Linked DNA regions of Xenopus tropicalis: region 2 is linked to region 1. A link is a contact called in public Hi-C data. All regions are on one chromosome and are shown on one strand. Each heading gives the region's core, a stretch centred on a gene start, on an enhancer-like site or on the middle of the called end of the contact. The rest is flanking DNA. Distances are from core to core; before and after follow the strand shown. Region 1 has its middle 12 kb from the start of six3. Region 2 holds the start of six2 (SIX homeobox 2).

What was found. A called contact is a pair of places that touch in the nucleus more often than the background predicts.
Region 2: a contact with region 1 is called in a Hi-C map of neurula embryo, with 2.3 times the contacts expected there. The contact joins the promoter of six2 here to the enhancer-like site in region 1. A contact is called at or near these places in 3 of 5 Hi-C or Micro-C datasets (gastrula embryo, neurula embryo and tailbud embryo).

What each region holds. Positions count from the first base shown.
Region 1 is chr5:19,147,397-19,154,806 of UCB_Xtro_10.0, forward strand. No RefSeq gene overlaps it. Among named protein-coding and RNA genes, the nearest start is that of six3, 12 kb to the left of the region's middle. Within about 2 kb of position 3,810, at least 1 of the 11 cell types and tissues checked has an H3K27ac peak or open chromatin away from gene starts, as enhancers often do. A contact at or near this core is called in neurula embryo, where this site is marked.
Region 2 is chr5:19,211,403-19,218,812 of UCB_Xtro_10.0, forward strand. six2 (SIX homeobox 2) reads right to left here and starts at 2,698. Exons shown (of 2, transcript NM_001100275.1): 1 at 1,878-2,698. The coding sequence starts at 2,443.

The DNA of each region.
Region 1 (7,410 bases), core at 2,560-5,059:
CTGTGGGATAGCAGGTATAGTAGGGAGAGATGGTGCCTATAGTAGCAGTGGGGGGATAATAGCCTCTGGGAAGGGACTGGGGCTGTGGGATAGCAGGTATAGTAGGGAGAGATGGTGCCTATAGCAGCAGTGGGGGGATAATAGCCTCTGGGAAGGGACTGGGCCTGTGGGATAGCAGGTATAGTAGGGAGAGATGGTGCCTATAGTAGCAGTGGGATAATAGCCTCTGGGAAGGGACTGGGCCTGTGGGATAGCAGGTATAGTAGGGAGAGATGGTGCCTATAGTAGCAGTGGGGGGATAATAGCCTCTGGGAAGGGACTGGGGCTGTGGGATAGCAGGTATAGTAGGGAGAGATGGTGCCTATAGTAGCAGTGGGATAATAGCCTCTGGGAAGGGACTGGGCCTGTGGGATAGCAGGTATAGTAGGGAGAGATAAGGGTAGGAGTATGGCAGGAAGACAAACTGTATCCTTGATATCAATGCTGCTGAACTTGCAGGTAGTAAGTTGCTGTTAACCTTACAGATCTCAGCTGGCAGTTGCACCCACCTACAATAAAGGAATGCTGTAGTTCAGTCAGTTACACATAAATACAAGCAGAAGGCCCAGGTTACAAGCCAACATTACTGCCCCAGGTTACACACTGACCGCTGTGCCATATCGTCTGAAAAATCTATAGCAACAAGTTGAGTGCAACATCGCAGCAGAATCGCTTGGATAAAGCCAGACAAGTAGTAATGTGAGGGGAAGTTACTGTATTACACACACCGCAGTGTTTATGGACTTTACACATTTTCTCTGAGCAGCTTAAGCGCATTCTTTATTTTTTTTCCTCAAGTTGTTTGTAGTATTTAATGAAAGTAAAAATAAAGTCCCTGACTAATCAGGTGGCGGCTCCTCCCCCCCTGCAGCCCTGAGAACATTGTATTGTACGGAGCACCACCTCTCGCATTCAACTTTAGCCCTTGCCAGGGGCTCTCCATCCGACCGGCACTTACGCACACAATTCCCAACTTGTTTTTACTTGAATTTACTATTTCCAACTCTCTCTCTTCCTCTCTACCTTTTGGGTTTGGGGAATGTGCATGAAATTGTGTGTCCCATTCAGCACAAATGTTTAATTTCCGATCCTCCTTGTGGCTGATAATGAGTAGGTGCCCCCCCCCCCCCCCCCCCCCGTCCTGTGCATTAACACCTTCGCTGCCAGGCTGAGGACTCCCACTTTGGCACCTTTTTTGCTTTCTTTTATACTGGGAATTTCTTACAGGAGCTATTTTTTTTCTTTATCCAGCAAATGGAACAGATTTAATCTAAATCCAAAAATGAAACAGGAAAGATTGAATTCGTTATTACAAGGCCGCTTATTTATCACCAAAAAAAATAAACATCGGAATTGGCATTTGGAGTGTAAATGATGTAAGTAAAACGAGCTGCTATTTAGGGCGGTTATTAGTAGGTCCTGGGATTATTAAAGCTCAGTATTGCCCTGGGTTAACCATTTGTAGCTTGCTGAGACAAAGGCCGCCTAGAACTTGTGATTGATTTAATTTGATTTCAAATCTGATTTTCCTTTTTTCCTATTTCTAGGGCTGAACAAACAAACTCTAAGGGGAGTGAGTGGCCGGGTTTTTATATTATTTATAATAAGCGCTTTGTGTAACCTCCTCCTGTCATTTGTCCTTTTTTTATTATTTTCATTCCAGTTTTCATTTTACAGCCCAGCACGGCACATTTATACACACACACATTTATATATATATATAGGGGAATACCTGCAGCGCAAACTGGCTCTGTAAATGTGGTTTTATTTTATTTACAGACCCAAGTCCCCCATATCAGGCTCTAATGTTATTTAACCCGGTGTATTTTATATTTTATAACGCACAGCCAAAAGCTAGCTGGGTACATCACTAGTATATATCTATTTAGTTTTTTTCCTACATTCATTTTATTTAGAGAAAGGGAAGGTGTTGCTATAATTTAAAGCGATTTACAGTTCTGCTGTTCTTGTTTATCCTTATCATTTATTCTTTTTTTACTACATAATTACTTGTCAATAAATGAGTGACATAATCATATATAATATAATCATATTTTTAGACATGACATATGTTTGTGTGTGTGTGTATATATATATACCAAACACCAATAAAGCAGATACACACATACACATGTATAAGTCAGACGCACACAGACGCACATAAGGAGCCTCCAATAGGAGAGAATGAGTCCCCCCCAATCCCAACACTGCCCCCCATATTTCCCAGCAATATATCTTGTTTATTCACCCAGCACAATTATTTCTAGACAATGATGATTTTAGGATTTACATTTCAACTTCAATGGTCGATTGAGGTGTAAATCTTGGGAAATCTGTATTTAAGCCTCCTCACCAAATCCATCTGCCTGGGGAAGATAGGGCCTATCAAAGGGAGCAAAGCAGGGGCATTACCCCCTCTCCTGGCTCGGTCACTGATAAGGATCGCCCCAGCCCCTTCCCAGCCCGGCCAGTTCCCTTATTATTGTTATTATTATTATTATGGACTGGGATCATGGGGATGGAATTACTGGCTGAAGTGCATCTGATCAATACTCAAGCTTAGCAGACAGATGGCACAAATCTACTTTTCTACTCTATAAACTTTACATGCCATAAGCCCCAAAACATTGATCAGAATGACAACAATGGGGGGTGAGGGGGGCTTGGCTCTGGGAGTGGGGGTTAAAGGCAGCACAGACACATTATGACTATTTAATCTATCAAATGATCATTTTTTTCTTGAATGACATACAGGGTTAACCCACCAAGTGCCAGCAATTCTCTAAAATGTGATGTTCTACATTTCTGGAACATAGAAATGTAACCAATTTAGTGCCAGACAAATGTGTAATGCTAAAAAAATGACTGTTAAATATGATATTGTACAATACAATAACAGCAATAGATTAACACACAAAATGCCAGCTTGGACATCAGTTAAATATAGAAAAGATGGAAATGTATAACTTTTACTTGTATAATAAAGGGTAAACCCACCGAGTGCCAACTTGGACGAGAGTTAAATCTAGGATTATCCGGGGAATTTAATTGATGGTGTTCTGTAACACAACAAGAATGGGAGGGTTTAACCCCTCAAATGCCAACGCAATATCTGTAAAAATATAACAAAACACGATATAAAATAAACCCATGGGGTGTTGCCTCAGTCGCACAATGTATGCAGTTTAATTAAAAGCACAATTTGAATTAAGAACACGATGCACTTTAACAGTTCGGGAAAAATTAACCCAATGGACTCAGGAATATCTGAAAGATGTAGATCTCAAATATAATACTGTAAAAAAATACTTGGGTTGAAAGCTGGTAATTAGATAGCACTAAGTGATTAATAAAGGGGCAACAAACACGTGTAACTGAATGTAAGCTCCTGGGGGCTGTTAGGGGATGCTGGGAGTTGTAGTGCACAGCACAAACGCGTATTTATGTAGTGGCTGTACTGAACATCATTAGGATTATAATTATAAATATCTTTATACAAAATTATAATTGGGAAGCAGAATAATAACACAATAAAGGCAGTTACACATTTAAACGGGAGTTTATGTCCCAGCCAGCAGATAAATCCCTATCCCAAAGAGCTTACAATCTAAATACCAATCTAATAATTCGTTGCACCAGGAGGTGTGTTTGTGGGGCCCCCACCCAGCAGCCCGGTGGGTAGCACAGAGACCCAGGCCATAGTGAGAGGGGCTTTGTTGGACGTTGGTGCCCTGTTAGTGCTCTGATTTCCTCGGTTAGCTGAGCACAGTTTTCCCATTCGTGTTTATTCATGCAATTCTTATTGAGTTCCACATCACACTGGCCTGGATTCAGGGTTGTAGGGAACACAAGCACAGGCAGAACCCACACACACTCACACACACACTCACACACACACTCACACATTGTGCGACTGATGCAACACCCCAGACAATGCTAATGAGCGCAAAGACAAATCCTCGGTGATACATTTGGCCCTGACGAGTCGGATCCCGGGTTCCTAATGCGCAGAAGAGAAATAGGCTGATTAATACATGAGCTCAGGGCGCAGGGAGTCGCCAAATGCTGAAGCCCAGCCAGGCAACGCAATGGAGTTCCTACAGCCACATTATTCCCTGTTATTACATAGCCGCTAACACGATTGTTGCCCAAGAGCTTACAGTCTGCCTACACACGGTACAGAGTTTACTACAACAGCAGGCTGCCCTGTACCTACATATGGACCCCATGCCCATTGCACTGAGCTTTATGCGTGTTACTTGAGCAGCGACTTAACCCTTTCTTTGCCTCTGGCCCTTTTTTTTTTATTTTATTTATTTATTTTTTTTAATGATAATTTGTCTGATTCTGAGTCATAAATGTCTGACATTTTTTTGGGCCCTGGCAGAAGGACCTGTCTGAACATCATTTCTTTTTTCACAGTTTAATTCACCAGTCATAATTGAACCTGCCAGAGACAAGTCAAAGAGATCATTCCGAGTGAAACTCTAGATCCTACATGGCATCCTGACATTCAAGGATAATATGTGGATAAATATATGGTAGATTTTTTTTTGTACTGTGCAGATTATTCTTTAACTCATTCATCTCAGACATCAATTTTAACCCCTTGTTTCCCATTTTTTTGTACTGTGCAGATTATTGTTTAACTCATTAATCTCATACATCAATTTTAACCCCTTGTTTCCCATTTTTTTGTACTGTGCAGATTATTGTTTAACTCATTAATCTCATACATCAATTTTAACCCCTTGTTTCCCATTTTTTTTGTACTGTGCAGATTATTGTTTAACTCATTAATCTCATACATCAATTTTAACCCCTTGTTTCCCATTTTTTTTGTACTGTGCAGATTATTGTTTAACTCATTAAATCTCATACATCCATTTTAACCCCTTGTTTCCCATAGATTCCTGGACCCCAAAGGGGTCCAGGAATCTATGGGAAGCAATGGGGTTAAAAATGAAGCTTTCCTGTAACATTATAGGTGATGTCAAAATCCGACTGGTAAATCAGTGCTGAGAGAGACTATAAGGATTTAAAACTTTAATTCTATTAAATAGTAATTGAAGGGTCGCAAGAGGCTATGATATTGGATCAGTAGAATATAAGCTGCCTGTATGAACTTTAATTTAGAACCATAGGCAGATGGGATCATAGACTTCTATTTTTCTTTCTTTTTTTTTTTTTTTTTTTTTTTTAATAATTCTTCCAGCATTGAGAGCAGCCTGCCATTCTGATTAATTCATTAAACATGAAAGGTTAGCAGAGGAGGCAAAATGAAACAGACATTTTACAACAATATCCATTTCTCTCTGAAGTGAAACAAACTGATTATTCGTAAAAAAAAAAAAAAAGTCAAGGATGAAGGGGGTGTCATGGTGTCACCCCCCTACTTTACCTCTTGACTGAGAACCCTTATGTACATTTACAAACTATAATTGCGCGTTTACAGAGAAAAAAAACCCATAACATGACTGTTTTTTTTTTTTGTTTTATATATTTCTTTTTGAACCATTCTGCTTACATTTCCCATGCCCTTAGTTGTAATATTTGCCTTTTCAGAAGAAACACATTTGGAAACACTGCTCCCTAATAGAACTCTCTATTTGCTCTGTGTAACAGCCTAATTACTTGTTATGAATATGCCAAAAAAGCAAACAAATTATAGGCTAATTTTTAATTAACACATCTCTGCGCTCTTTAAACAAAAACAGCCCGCAATCCGCTATGAGATGGGAGCCTGCGATAACCATTGCTGTATTACAGCAGATTACTGGAGCCCTTCCAGGATGGAGACGGTTTTTAGATGTGGAATTTACAGATGAGTATTTACCATCATAACTCATTTAAGACCATTATTAAACAGAAATTCTCAGCAGGGATCTTTAATGATAGAAGACATTAGTAATTACAGTTTGCCCTGTGTTTTGGCTAAGCAGACTAGAGGGATAGCAATGCCTGCTGAATGTTAAACCAAATAGTCACTTTCTTTTATCACTGTACATGGAGTATTCCAGGGTTCAAATGGGTGATGTAAGGATTTGATACTGATAGTTGTTTTTTCTCTCTCTCTTTATAGATTTACTCCAAATTTTATCATTCCTTTCTGCTGTGCCCCCCTGCCAGCCCATCTAGAGTATATCTCGTTAAAGACAGAAATGAGAAAGACCTCATTTTTTAACCCCCCCCCCCCCCCCAACAGTACTGGAAGGATAAGAGCATGACACAAAACAACAATAAAAAAAAAAAATAATGGTTTTAAAACCGATTTCAACGATCAGCTGACGATAAAGAATTGAGAAAGGAACCCAGCTGCTATTTGAGAATCGTAATACACTATTTTTTCACTGCTGGAATCTTCAACGCTGGGAGAGAAAGCTCATATATTTTGGATCAATAGTAATTTTTAGATAAAATCTGAGACATCCCCTAAAGTCAGGATAGTGATGGGTATGTAACAGAGTTTGAAATGTGCCAGTTATATCTCTTCACTTCTAATCAGACCTCTCAGAGCAGCGACACAGCGAATTCACTGGCTCTTCTGTCTCCCTCTGAGCTCTCAGGTTATCAGGGCAGCACTGGGCTCAGCTGACAATTTCCCAAGGAGAATATACGTGTATGTAGACATATATACTGTATATATATACACACATAATATATATATATATATATATATTTTTTATTGATATATAAAACGTATCATAACAGTTGGTAAGTACTTTATGCAAGAAGATAAGGGCGGGGTGTAGGGTCAAAAATAAAATTGAACAAATAAAAATTACTTCAGCAGCACTCTATATAATGCGTTTATACATTCTTTACACATCAAGGGTATCTTTGAGGAAGGTCCTAATAAGGACCGAAACGTTGGACATTTGTATAAAATACACACATATATATGTATTTTTCTTTACTTGTATGTGACTTTTTCTGTGCATTTGTCATACTATATCTATCTATCATCTATCCATCTATCATCTCTAAATATATAATTTCAGGCCAGATAAAAGCACTTACAGTTCACTCCTTTATTCTTCATTTCTTATATATATATATATATATACACACACACACATATATACACCTATATATATATGTGTGTGTGTGTGTGTGTGTGTGTATGTATATATATATATATATATATATATATATATATATATATATATATATATTATATATATATATATATATATATATATATATATATATATATATATATATATAGCAAGAACAAACGGAGCACACCCTATTGAAATTCAAATGCCCAGGGTGCTGGCTAAAAAATATAAAGCAAGAAAAAAGAGCTGCACTCACCAGGACTTGGCAAAAATATAGTAAGTTTATTTAAGCAAAGAGATCCAACGTTTC
Region 2 (7,410 bases), core at 1,448-3,947, 63 kb after region 1:
TTGACCAAAGTCAAATAATTACATAGTGCAGACAGGCCCATCACTATAATGACCGACATTTTGGATATACAGTTACCCCTGGGTGCTACAGGAGTACAGGAGCCTTTTTTTTTAATAAATAAAATATATTATATAATAAGTGGAATTAATCCAGTCAAATGCTGTGCTGCTACATTGTTTCAGGAGACAGAAGCAGCAGTTCAGCAGATTATTCTTTCAGTTGCAATTTACAATCGCAAATACATTTGAAAATCACTGAAAATGTTTATTGCATGACTTTTGAGAAGTTTAAGATATAGGTTTTATTCTTATGTCACTGGGCTAAATTGTATTTTTATGTTTACATGCCATTAAAAGATGTGAATGACGTTAACTTCACCAATTACTGACATTTTCTATATATAAATATCATAGGAAATCCTCCATGTTCCATAGATGTAAGGAGATATATAGTGCATGTTGTTATATTGTAGCCTTATAATTATGAGTGACCCAATGTTGCACAAATGATCTGAGAGACAAGTAACTGCCCCAGGAGTCCCAACTAAAGAAGGGAGTTCACATTATTATCTGTCCCCTTGTGCATATGTGGCCTGACCCATTGGGTGACATGGTGAGAGTCCAGGCCACAGTCATTAGGAACCTTTAGTGTTCAGGTGAGACATGTAGATCCCTATGACAGTATCTGGCACTCCTGGCAGAGGGGTAGGATGTTGGGGTTCAGGGGTTTGCATGGATCCTGATTCATAGAGAAAGATGGTATGTAAAGGGGCAGCAGAGCCAAGGGAGTAGGTGGTGGGGGTGTCTGTGTGTAGATTCTGCCTTATTCGGTATTGCTATATAGTATGGGGTGGTTCTGGTTGGGTAAACTGCTAGGCCCACATTAAGCATTGCCTCAGCCCAGTCATACTGCTGTAATACAGACACAGGCTAAACTGGGGGGGGGGGGGGGGGGCACATCATGGGTAGGATAGGGGTTATATTTTACACCTGATTCAGTTTAACAATATGACATTTTGTACTATTTGCACCCAAGGGTGACATGCAGGGGATAGTTATACAGGCCATGCAATACCTAATACATATCCCTATAGGCAGGCCTATCTGTCAGTTACTGTGCTGCTATGCACTGTGAATTTAGCTGTCATATAAACTATAGTTATTTAAGATGCCTGGATTATTTCAAGTGCAGAGGACAATGTTTTGAAGACAATTTAAACACAATATTTTCCTATTATCACTCTGGATTCGTGTGTGTGTGTGTGGGTTATTTATTAAGCACTGCTATAATATGTGGCTTTAGTTTAACGTTATATGCGGGGTATATAGCGGGGAAATAGCGCATTTGGGCCCTGAGATAGGGCCCCTAAAGCTTCTGCCACTTTATGTCCTGGCACATATATATGCTTTAAGTGGATGTGTGTTACACTGGTACCCCCTGGCACATCGGTGTGTGTGTGTGTGTGGTACATTGTGTTGCTATATGAGTGCTGCATGGTGCGATTTTCTGACTGTCACTCTCAGTCCTGGCACACATGGGTAATATAAAGAGCACTGTACATGCCCTGGGTTGGCATTTTGTGCCCTGGGACATTCATGTTGCTGGCACATATGCATGATACCAATGCCTGGCACACATGGGTAATATAAAGAGCACTGTACATGCCCTGGGTTGGCATTTTGTGCCCTGGGACATTCATGTTGCTGGCACACATGCATGATACCAATGCCTGGCACACGTACATGGCACAATTGTCACTCCTCTCTCTCACACACACAAAATGTAAGTGGAACCCTGTGCCCCGGTGACTGGGCAGGCGTGTAGGACCCTGGCACCCACTGGGTGCCTATGGCAAGACAAATCGGTGGGTACTTACTCGTACCTTTCCTTGGCCTCGGCCGCTCTGTCCCTCTGCCTCCTGTTTTTGAACCAGTTGCTGACCTGAGTCGTGGTGAGTCCGGTGGCCTCGGCCAATTCCCTCTTTTCCCTGGGCGAGGGGTAGGGGTTGTGGGCATACCATTCTCTCAGTACGCTCCGGCTCTTCTCCTTGAAGCAGTAACTGGTCTCTTCCCCGTCCCAAATGGACCGGGGTAAGGGGAACTTTCTGCGTACCCTGTACTTGCCCACTGCCCCCAGGGGGCGCCCCCGGAGCTTCTCCGCCTCAATGTAATGCGCCTTCAGCCACAACTGCTGCAACTTGGGGTGATTGTGCGGGGAGAACTGGTGCCCCTCCAGAATCTTATACAGCTCCCTGAAATTGCCCCTGTGGAACGCCACCACGGCCTTGGCCTTCAGCACACTTTCGTTCTTATGGAGGTGCTCGCAGGCCGGCAGGGACCAGAGGAAGCGCCCCAGCCTCTCTATATTGCCGCCCTGCTGGAGCACCTCGCACACACACGCCACTTGCTCCTGGGTGAAGCCAAAAGTCGGAAGCATCGACATGATCCTGGCTGGGGCCCCCTGCTGCTCCCCCCTACAGCTATAATCATCCAGTTCCGAAGGAATCTGCCCCCTCAGACCAATCCACAAGCCATGGGACCGGGGAAACTTTCTCCTTTTCGCAGAAACTTTTCTCCGACGTTAAAGTTTCGCTTTTGCCCTCCGCGCCGTTCCTGCTCGACTCCGCTCCGCCGACTTCTCTTGTGGGCGCCGCAGGGACTTCGCAGCGGTGCGGCGGATAATAGGCCAGTAAAAGTCTGCGCACCCGTTGTCTGGCTGCCTTTTTTAATAATATTATTCTAAACTGGCATGAAAAATGATTGTGCGCGCTGTGATTGGTCGGATATCTGACCCGGGGACTGCGAGGATAAGACAACAGTTTTAGTCAAATTAATTGCCATGGTAACCCTGTCAGTCAGGGGAAACCCGATCTGCTAGGGGGAGGCTCCCGGGCTGGCTTGACAGATTGCTCCTTACACTGAGAGGCAGCCTTGGAGCTGAAATATTAGCAAAAGATTTTCTTTCCTCGCTTTGATTGATGCAGCAGTGAGTCAGGGCGCAGGGTGGGGGAGTGACAGGAGGGGGGCGCTGTAATACTGTCAGGCCCAAAGCCTACTCACCCTGGGGGGGGGGGGGCAATGAAACTGAGGTGTGACAGGCGTGTGATCCCTCATTGGCCTCTTTATAATAATGATGATTGTTTATTTGCACAGCTCGCTGTTGGGCAGTAGGGGGGGGCAATACACACGGAGCTTTAAACATTGGTCCTACAGCTGTTGCTGAACTACAACTGCCAACCTGAAAACAAGTCTCCTTTCTTATAAAACTATAAACTCCTGGGGTCAGTTTGCTCCTCTCTTGACTTTATAACAGGGAAAAACACTTAAATGTTGCTATTCTGTCAGGCCCAAAGTCTGCTTCAGTTTAAAAAATATATGGTGGTGTTTTGTATTTCTGCTGGGGGACTGGGGGGATAATTTCTCTCTCTATTTCTGTCTGTCTGTCTGTCTGTCTGCTGTTTATTTCTCCCTCTTTATTAATAATAGTAACATATCTCCTATCTCAATATACATCTGTCTTGCGCTTACCTATCTTTGTATGTCATCTATGTATCGTATATGATTTATTTCTTATATCTATTTATTGCATAATCCCTGTCTATTGATTTCTCTCTTGTGCTCTTACTATTTATTATGTATCTATCTATCTATCTATCTATCTATCTATCTATCTATCTATCTATCTATCTATCTATCTACTATCTGTATCTATGAAGCATCTAGGTATGTCATCTATGTATCATATATGATTTCTTTCTAATATTTTATTTATTGCATAATCCCTCTGTCTATTGGTTTCTTTCGTGTGCCCTTACTATCATCTATCTATTAATCTTTCATCTATCTATCTATCTATCTATCTATCTATCTATCTATCTATCTATCATCTATCTATCTATCTATCTATCTATCTATCTATCTATCATTATCTATCTATCTATCTATCTATCTATCTATCTATCTATCTATCTATCTATCTATCTATCTATCATCATCATCATCTATCTATCTTTCTATCTATCATCTATGTAATCGATCTATTATCTATCATCTATCTATCTATCTATTTAACCTGTCATCTACCATATGTATCTATTAATCATCTATCTGTTGGTAAAAGACCATGCCTCATAGCCTATAGGCTGTATACAAGTTAGTGCCTTTGACATACACACTGTAGATCCCCCACTAGTGAGATGTAAAACATATCTACACATATCTTTACTCCTACAAAACACCCACAAACCTTAGGTAAGCTGGCAAGGGGTGGGGGGTGGGGGGGTGGGGGAGAGGATGAACATATGAGCAAATATTCATAATATACAATGTTTGCTTTCATTTTCCCTAAATTATATTACACTGTTCAAAGCTATTTGTTAATTGGTTGCTATTTGAAATTGCGCTTATGCACTTTAGCACCTATGTTAGCAAATCTGTGAGAGTACAAGTACATACCCCACAGGCTGGGGATGATGCTTTCTTGTACCTGTGGTACTGGTTTCCAGCAGGGTAGGAACATTCTACATAAACATATTTATACCCTACTCAGGAAGGCCATTTATTTTATGCAGAAAGAGGCATTGACAACTCTACCCATTAGTGGCATTTGCAGTACAAGCAGTGACCTGGGGTTTCGGAGGAGTAAATTTCCAGAACAGAAAAGTGTGTAGGGGGGAGGGGGGGGGGTCTCCATGCAGAAAGGACAGGGGCTCTATCTAAGGGGGAGAATGCAGCCTAAGAGGACACTGCCCAATGCACTGCAACTGTGAGAGCAGATTGGGTAGTGTGTTAGTCTTATCTTATTATAGTGGAAAAACATTTTTTAAGACAATATAATTCCAGGTTAACTTCCCCTTTAATCATAAGTACCCAGGGGAATATTGCATGTTTTGGCCTATATTCAATGAAAGAAAACAAAGTTCAAAACTAACGAGCAGTCTGTGAGGTTTTGGGAAAACAGGAGGATTTCAGACCACAGGAGTTTTTTTCAGGTGAGACCAATCCATAATCACTTGGCTGGCAAACAGCCGACTGACACCTGCGCACTAGAAACGCAGAAATGCGTCTCATTTACTAAACACAGCATATACTTTTTATCTGCATTTAGAAAAAAATATTTTTTTGGCTTTACTTTCCCTTTTAATAAAAAGAAAGTGCACCGATTTGGGGGACAGTTCCAAACCAAGGCTGGTAAGGCTGCTCCACTGAAGCATTTACTGCTGGGTACCAGTCATTCAAGACATTAATTGTTGGTTGTAAAATGCCTTTGCACATAAGTGAATAAAGCCCCAGTAACCCTATCCCTCTTTCACTGAGGGAAACTCCATCTGCTCACAGAACCTATATTAGAGAGGGCGACTTGCCTGTTTGCGACTCAGTGGTGCCAGATGGACGCTGAACTCCTGTAGAAGCCAGGGTGATACCCCATGGTAAGTGCTGGCAATGGGCATCTGACTATGGGTGGGATATGGGGTAAATTATTTATAAATAACATCTAGAACTCTTTAACATAATATGTCATTTTACCAAGGTCATTTTAACCCAGCTCCATTGAAGAGTGAAAATGTTAGATTCTTCTTCATACATTTGTTAGAAATCTTAACAGCCCAAGGCAGCCTTAATTATGATTAAAGGGGAAGTTAACCTGGAATTATCTTGTGCTCTAAGCGACATTTGCTTCCCTAATCTTTTGTAGGTTTCAAATGATTTACATTTGATTACAGCCATCTCCAACTATGATGTGAGGCGCAATGCAGTCGCAATGCCAAGCGCACTAGTTTGCCATACATTAATTGCCCGTACCCATCTTTTCTTGCACCTAAGTGCAAGTGTTTAGGGTGCCCTGTACTTTACCCCTGCCATCAACCAGGCAGAAAGAATAAGGCCCACCCTGTGCAATTATTATTTCCCAAAATTGTGAGATTTGAGGGGCACAAATAGTTTCCCCCCCCCCCATAATTCCACTTTAATATAAGGCAGGCCTGGACCAGGCTGCAGAAATGACCTTGATCGTTGTGGGAGGCAGAGTGAATAAGGCCCTTTCTTTGTGTATGTATTTTATTTGTAGCCCCCTTAAGGTTTCCAGAAAATTGCTCTTGTTCTGATTAAATCATATAGGATTGATTTCAGCTCAGACCCCATACCATCTGTTTAAACGCCAATGCAATTAGCTTTTTATGTTGTTCATCATGCAGATGAACTTATCATTAGGACTTGGGGCGGAACAGTACATACAATTCTGTAAGAATGAGATATAAAAAAAGGAAAATGAAAATGTCAAGCTATTCGATTTGCTTTATTTTGGTGGTGGGAGTTGGGAGGTTTTTTTGTCTGCAATTTGAAACTGAAATACCGTTTTCTATTGATATATAATAGAGAAAGACCTTATTGTGCCTGTGTTGTAGGGCTGCTGTATGAAACCAAAGGTACAGCAGAGAAATGATACAGCTTAATAGAAACAGACCTCAGCCCCAGAGATGCTATATAAGCAGAGCAGGCTGCCCCTCAGCCCCAAACAGCTGGTACCAAGGGTGCTTTCCCAGAATTCCCAGAGTGCACTGTCAAACACAGTTACATTTAAGCAGGACGCTATAACACACACTGGGGTGCAAATAGGGGCAGTTTCCTTGGACCCTGCACCCTGCAAAGAGCAGCAACTGTTGGTATTAGGGGTTACAAGTATAGTAGGGCATGGGCAAGATGGGGACAGTGCCACTTGATATCAGTTTGACTTAACCTACAATTGTTTTAAACGGGTTGGGGTTAGTGGGGGGGAAAGGTGAAGGTGTAATTAAAAAATAAAGGAATGTTATATATAACAAACCATTCGGATTTAGAGAGGATTAAGCGCAAGGTAAATTGCTGCCATTAAAAGACAAAAATGGAGTTGGAGGAAGAATTTTGAACTCTGTTTGCCCCACATCGGTTCTGGTCCAATTACATGGGACGAATCAGTGTGTGGCACTGGCTACTAGCGCTCTAAAGTGCAAATATGCAAGGGTACCTTACAGAGTTAAGTAAATCGGTCGCATAGACAAATAAGTACTACTACTGATATAGTTATAGTTACAAATGTTGAAAAAAGATCCATCAAGTTTAACCCTTCAAAGTAAACCCAATGATAATGTAAAGCTATGTGCATCAGGGGATGTTACGGGTAGTATATGCACCCAATGGTGATCGCTGGTAAATTGAGCGATTAGAGCGCACAGGCAGATACATGAGCAGCACAGCGCTTTGGTCAGTCACAGCGCCAGAAGCCGGTAGTTTGTTGGGTTACACTATACCAACCGGATATATACAGTTACACTGGCATAGTACAGTAATTAGTCTGTATGTATTTATAAGTTTTAAATCCTCTCTCTTGTTTATCCGCCTGTCTCTCCTTCCATCTGTATGCAATTCGCTCTA